Linked DNA regions of Mus musculus: region 1 is linked to region 2. A link is a contact called in public promoter capture Hi-C data. All regions are on one chromosome and are shown on one strand. The core of a region is the stretch at or near the end of the contact, and the rest is flanking DNA. Distances in the headings are between cores, read along the strand shown. Region 1 has its middle 22 kb from the start of Gm41497. Region 2 overlaps Mrps6 (mitochondrial ribosomal protein S6).

Evidence for each region. Capture Hi-C pulls out chosen DNA fragments and counts their contacts.
Region 1: a contact with region 2 is called in a promoter capture Hi-C map of adipose tissue. The contact joins two enhancer-like sites. A contact is called at or near these places in 7 of 484 Hi-C or Micro-C datasets (bone marrow-derived macrophages, brown adipocytes, cerebellum and 3 more), 4 of 115 datasets of contacts at active chromatin or transcription factors (embryonic stem cells and extraembryonic endoderm stem cells) and 3 of 9 other capture datasets (adipose tissue, embryonic stem cells and liver).

The regions. Positions count from the first base shown.
Region 1 is chr16:92,266,676-92,269,375 of GRCm38.p6, reverse strand. No RefSeq gene overlaps it. Among named protein-coding and RNA genes, the nearest start is that of Gm41497, 22 kb to the right of the region's middle. Within about 2 kb of position 1,270, at least 10 of the 459 cell types and tissues checked have an H3K27ac peak or open chromatin away from gene starts, as enhancers often do. A contact at or near this core is called in adipose tissue, where this site is marked.
Region 2 is chr16:92,100,937-92,103,636 of GRCm38.p6, reverse strand. The region is part of intron 2 of Mrps6 (mitochondrial ribosomal protein S6); the gene reads right to left. Among named protein-coding and RNA genes, the nearest start is that of Gm41496, 23 kb to the left of the region's middle. Within about 2 kb of position 1,341, at least 62 of the 459 cell types and tissues checked have an H3K27ac peak or open chromatin away from gene starts, as enhancers often do. A contact at or near this core is called in adipose tissue, where this site is marked.

The DNA of each region.
Region 1 (2,700 bases), core at 21-2,520, 170 kb before region 2:
CTGCTTTTATACTGTTGATGGTTTGTATGTCACCCTGACAGGGTCTAGGCAACCCTGACAGCTATGCCTGGGGAGAGCCTGTGAGAAAGGTCAAGGTTGAGTTAACTGAGTTGTGAAGCTGTTCCTTGTAGGCAATGCTAGCCTATGGGCTGCAATCCAGAACTGAATAACAAAGGAGAAAGTGAGGGCAACGCAAGGCTGAATCTCTCTCTGCCTCTCTGCATCCCAATCATGGACACAGTGTGACCAGCTGCCTCCAGCTCCCGCTGCCACGGCCATGACTACCCTCATGATGCACTGTATCCTCCTTAGGAGGCATTTGTCTGGGTATTTCATCACAGCAACAAGACAAGGAACTAATTAATAGTTTGTGTCATTGTGATAACCCTACATTGGCTTACAGTCTGTGAAAGGATCCAGCATTTGAGAAAATTAGGAGGCAGGGTGGGAATCAGACCACCCGGGAATGAAGAACAGTTACTGCCGGGTATCCATTTCTGATCATGCCATGTTACCTGGGGCACCGCAGACAGATTCCTACAGGGAAGAAAGACAGCCTCTGAGAGGATTCAGTGTCAAAGGTTCATGATTAATTCTCAAAGTGGAACTAGGGGTAGGATGTATTGAAGTTAGTGTTCTTTCTTTCAAATAGTCCTTTTGGCTCCTTAGCAATGGCTATGCCATAGTTTGGGACATTCCAAAATTAGGATTTTAAAATCAGATGTAGCCAAGGATGGATGGTGTGGAATGGAAACAGGATTGAGAAATGCCCCAGGGACATGAGGATACCATAAATGAGGTCCTGCTCTTTAGGAAGAAACAATGCTCTCTTGGTATCTAAAGGAATTAGTACCCAGATCTCCATAGACCGCAGTGTTCATGGATGCTGAAGTTCCTTTATGAAATATCGTAGTGTTCTCAATGACCTGTGCACATCTTCCTACATGCAATAATACCTCAGCTGGTTATAATACCCAACATAGTGACCAAGTCTATAAGTGCTCAACCCAGATGTAAATTTCCCCAAATATTTTCCACATATAACTTGTTGGATCTATGGCATAAAACCTGCGGCTACAGTGAGCCAACCACATTCATAGGATTCTTCAAAGTGGATAAACTTGCAAGGTGCTTGCACACCAGTGTGAGTGCTGGAGAAGTAGAGGCTGGCCCGGACTTGCTTCCTGACCTCCTCAAGCCCACACATTGCACAACGGTCTTCTCTGAATCCAAACACTCCCTCCAGCAGGAAGTAGAGGGCATGTAAGACTCGGGAAGCAAACAAACTTCACATATTTGGGAAGCTTTCAAGACTCCTGAGGGCTCTGACTCCAAGGTTACAGAAGCCGAGAACAACTGTGGGTGGGGTAGGGTGAGGGACATTCCGACCGACCAGCGGGATCTCAGAGGCAGAAGCTGAGCTGCAGAAAGGAGCTTCTCGGCTGTCCTGGGCTTCCTCGGCTCGCAGGAGTCTCGTCTGTATTAGGATGGGCGTCTCAGTGTTGATGCTTTTGAGACACCCTGGTCCCTGTAAGTAACCCCCTTGCCCAGATTCTTGTTGCTAAAGAGAATAAAGGCTCATTGGTTCTCTACACTGGACTTCTGTGCAATTGCTGCTCTGGACTGTCGTGGGTTCCCTTTCTGACCAGGTGTGGAGGACGATGCTGTGACTGGGATACAAGAGGACTCAGGAAGGCTTCAGGATAGGAAATATGAACGAGTGCATGGACAATGACCCAGAGTTAATGAACACCATGCCTCCTGGCTACCTCCAAAGGCACAGGAGTTCAGGAAGCAGCAAACAGGGCCAAGGAGATTGGCATGACCCAGAATTTATGGACACATTAGTTTCTATTGCCAGGAAAACTCAAAGCTTGAATGGAATGCAAAATCAATTATTACAATTAAATTTTTTAGCAATTAAAATTATGAACATTTCTAGATTTATATTCCAATATTTGGGTCACATGTTTCAGACTAAAAGAAAAAGTGGAGACACTAAAAACAGAATGTCATGAGAGAGAGAGAGAGGGAGAGAAAGAGAGAGAGAGAGAGAGAATACGCCCTAGCAGCACAGAAGTCAGGGAAAAGAGAGACCCTGGGAGAGGATTCCAAACCTCCAAAGAGCCAGGGACAAGGCCCCGTGTTGATGAGCATATTATAGGACACAAAGTGTGGCCTCTGAAGGTTCAGAGACTCCACACATGAGCAACTGCTGCACATGTCCTGTATTGTGAACTTGGGGAGACACGAAGTGTGTTCAGCTCTCATCTGGGAGGTGGCCACACCCGCTCACAGGCCATCAGCTTTCCCTAAACCTGATACAAGATTCCTTCTTAGAAAGTTTATCTAGACTCAGGACAAATACTTAAACACAAAGAAAATATATCCCGGTTTTATGATCCTACAAAACTTCAAGTCCTCAGGCTACCTCAGGACCAGTTTGGGAAACTTCCCAAATGCACGGTTTAAAATGGAAGGCACAAGGTGAGGCTGGGTAAGCTGAGGGCAGTTCCCAATGACCTGACCACATACTGTGACCATAATTAGTTCCTGGAGTGACCAGGCCAAAACCATACCAGAAGTCACTAGCTGTGAACCACTGGGCAAATGACCGGCTTTTCTGCGTAACCCACCTATCAAGGAGACAGGCTGCATTTTAGAGGTGTGTTCTGTTCTGTTCCTCAATGGAGCTCTCTT
Region 2 (2,700 bases), core at 92-2,591:
ATGCCAAAGGCCGTCTACAGACAAACCCCATTTCTTTTTCACCTTAATGCCAAAGGCAGTCTACAGACAAACCCCATTTCTTTTTCACCTTGATACCAAAGGCTGTCTACAGACAAACCCCATTTCTTTTTCACCTTGATACCAAAGGCTGTCTATAGACAAACTCATTTCTTTTTCTACCCATCTGTTGGCTCTCATGCATTGTACAAACGAGTAATTCTACAAATCTTGGGGGAAATGCCACTTAAAAGAAACCTTCGGGCTGGTGAGATGGCTCAGTGGGTAAGAGCACCCGACTGCTCTTCCGAAGGTCCGAAGTTCAAATCCCAGCAACCACATGGTGGCTCACAACCATCTGTAACATGATCTGACGCCCTCTTCTGGAGTGTCTGAAGACAGCTACAGTGTACTTACATATAATAAATAAATAAATCTAAAAAAAAAAAAAAAAAAAAAAACTTTAACAGATATTTAAAAAAAAAAAAAAAAAAAAAAAGAAACCTTCAAGGACACAGCATCCCCGCCCCAAAACAAGCTGCAGAACATGTACACACAGAAACAGAGCCATGGCACAGGGCTTCACTTGACGCTGGCAGGAAAACATAAGAAGACAGAAATGTTAACTAATAGGAAAACTACAGAGGAGACTCGATCTCCTCTAGAAAGGGCGCCAGCGCTCTCAGAGTAAGTAAGCTGCAGACATACTTGGGAGCGGTCCGTAAAATTCCACTTATTCACCAAAGAGCTGGTCACTCTGATCACTCTTCTCAGCCGTAATTAGCAGGTATCCTGCACATACCCAGCAGAGCTGTGCCCTAAGCATCTACCCCAATTTAAGGCCAGAACTCCTTTCACAACTGAAGAGTTCTTATGGACATGGAAATGAGTCCCCTGGTCAGTCGCAGGCCACCTGAGGCGCACAAGCTCAGCTCTGAGAGATCACCAGTTCTCCTGTCCAGCACCTAGTGCAAAGAGCTTCAAATGGTATGTAGCCCTGGAGTGAGACTGACTGCTGTGTCTGCAGTAGGGCATCACTAGTCCTCAGGAAGATGCTGGCCCTTTATAGAAAAGGCCAGGGAACCATCTACTCCCATTGCTCCCTCTACAATGTTTGACAACAAGGGATACCTCCAAAGGTATCCTTTCCACCAAATAGACAGGCTCGAGGTGAGTCTGTGGAGGCACAAGGAGAGAGCATGCAGAGACCTAAGTGGGACCAGCGCGAATCCAGAGAGAAGAATACTTGCCAGCTTGTCTGAAACCGGCAGCTCTAGGCTCCAGGCACTGCCTGTGACAACTGTGGTAACTGAAGCCAGGGCTTCCATCTGGAAAGCTGATCCATGAGAGCAAAGGCTCCCAACCACTCCCACTGGGCCCAAGAGGCAGATGATCTATTCAAGCCTGCTCCGTTACAAGGTCATGATCTGGCAGCCAGCTGACTTGCAACATGGCTGCCCTTGGGAACACAGAAAAATGATATACATAAAAGCTACAGGTGTCTGAGACCTTGTCTCCACTTTGGTAAGGGTGACCATTTGGAGCCAGGTGGAACACACAAGAAAAATTTTAATAAGTTTTAGATGATACTCAGCTGAGCATAAACAAGCCCCCAATTCCACAACCCCTGGAGACAGTGAGCACTTCATCTGTACACTGGCCTGCGAGTTTCACCATCAAGGTGCTGTGGGGAGCAAGTAAGTTCCCAGGAACAGATCTGCAGGCCAGTCTCCAGAACATACCTGCTTCTCAAGGGCCTGACCAAATCAGTATGTGCAATAATGACATTTCTCTTTTCGGCATAAACTTGTTATAGATCTGGCATTGTGAATAAATAATAATATCAAAACCACTTTCAAAGTGTACCTTCCTCATCAGGGGAGGCAATCCAGCTAACCCTCCAACTGAAATCTTTCCCCTCCTAAGCATTTCTCTCCTTGCTCTCTTCCTTCGGCCTCCTTGGCCTCTGGGCAGCAAGGGGCCAACTGGGGAAGGACCTAAGAGAATGGCAGTGCACTGCTCTGTCCTACTGAGAAGCAGGCATGTGGCAGACTCTGTGACCTGTGTCTAGCATGCCTCTGCAGTGAAAGCATCACTATTCAAACTCCCCTTGCTGCCTCCTATCGAGCCCAAGAGCCAAGACATCCAATCAACCCACAGCTGTGACACCGGCAACCCCAGCAAGGCCAAGCATCGTCCAAGACTCGCCTGCGGCACATGGCATGGCAGCGTATGAACGTGGGCCCTGGAGGACACACAAGGCCTATTTAATTATGGCACACACTGTTCTAGACACACACTGACTCCTGCACACAGAATCTGTGCCTTGGCCAAACTCTGATTACACGTCACAACCTTCAGCACTGCTGAGATGAACCAAAACTCTAAATGCTAAACACGTCATCGACAAACCAATCTTGTTGCTTAGCTATTTCCAGTGCACTTTCTGTGGTATATCATGTGTGTAACACTTCTTGATTACCCACAATGCATACAAGCTATCTGTCAAATGGAGCAAATGCCTACTACAGGGAAGGCTAGCTAGGCTTAATGACTCTCAAGAATCCAACAGGCTTCAAACTCCCTAAGGCAGGCAATAAGAAAACTTTACTCAGGCAATTCTAAATATACTAGACCTCACAGGCTCACTTAACAGAAAACACTGTGGCAAACATTCATTACTGTATAGAAGGAAAGTGTCAT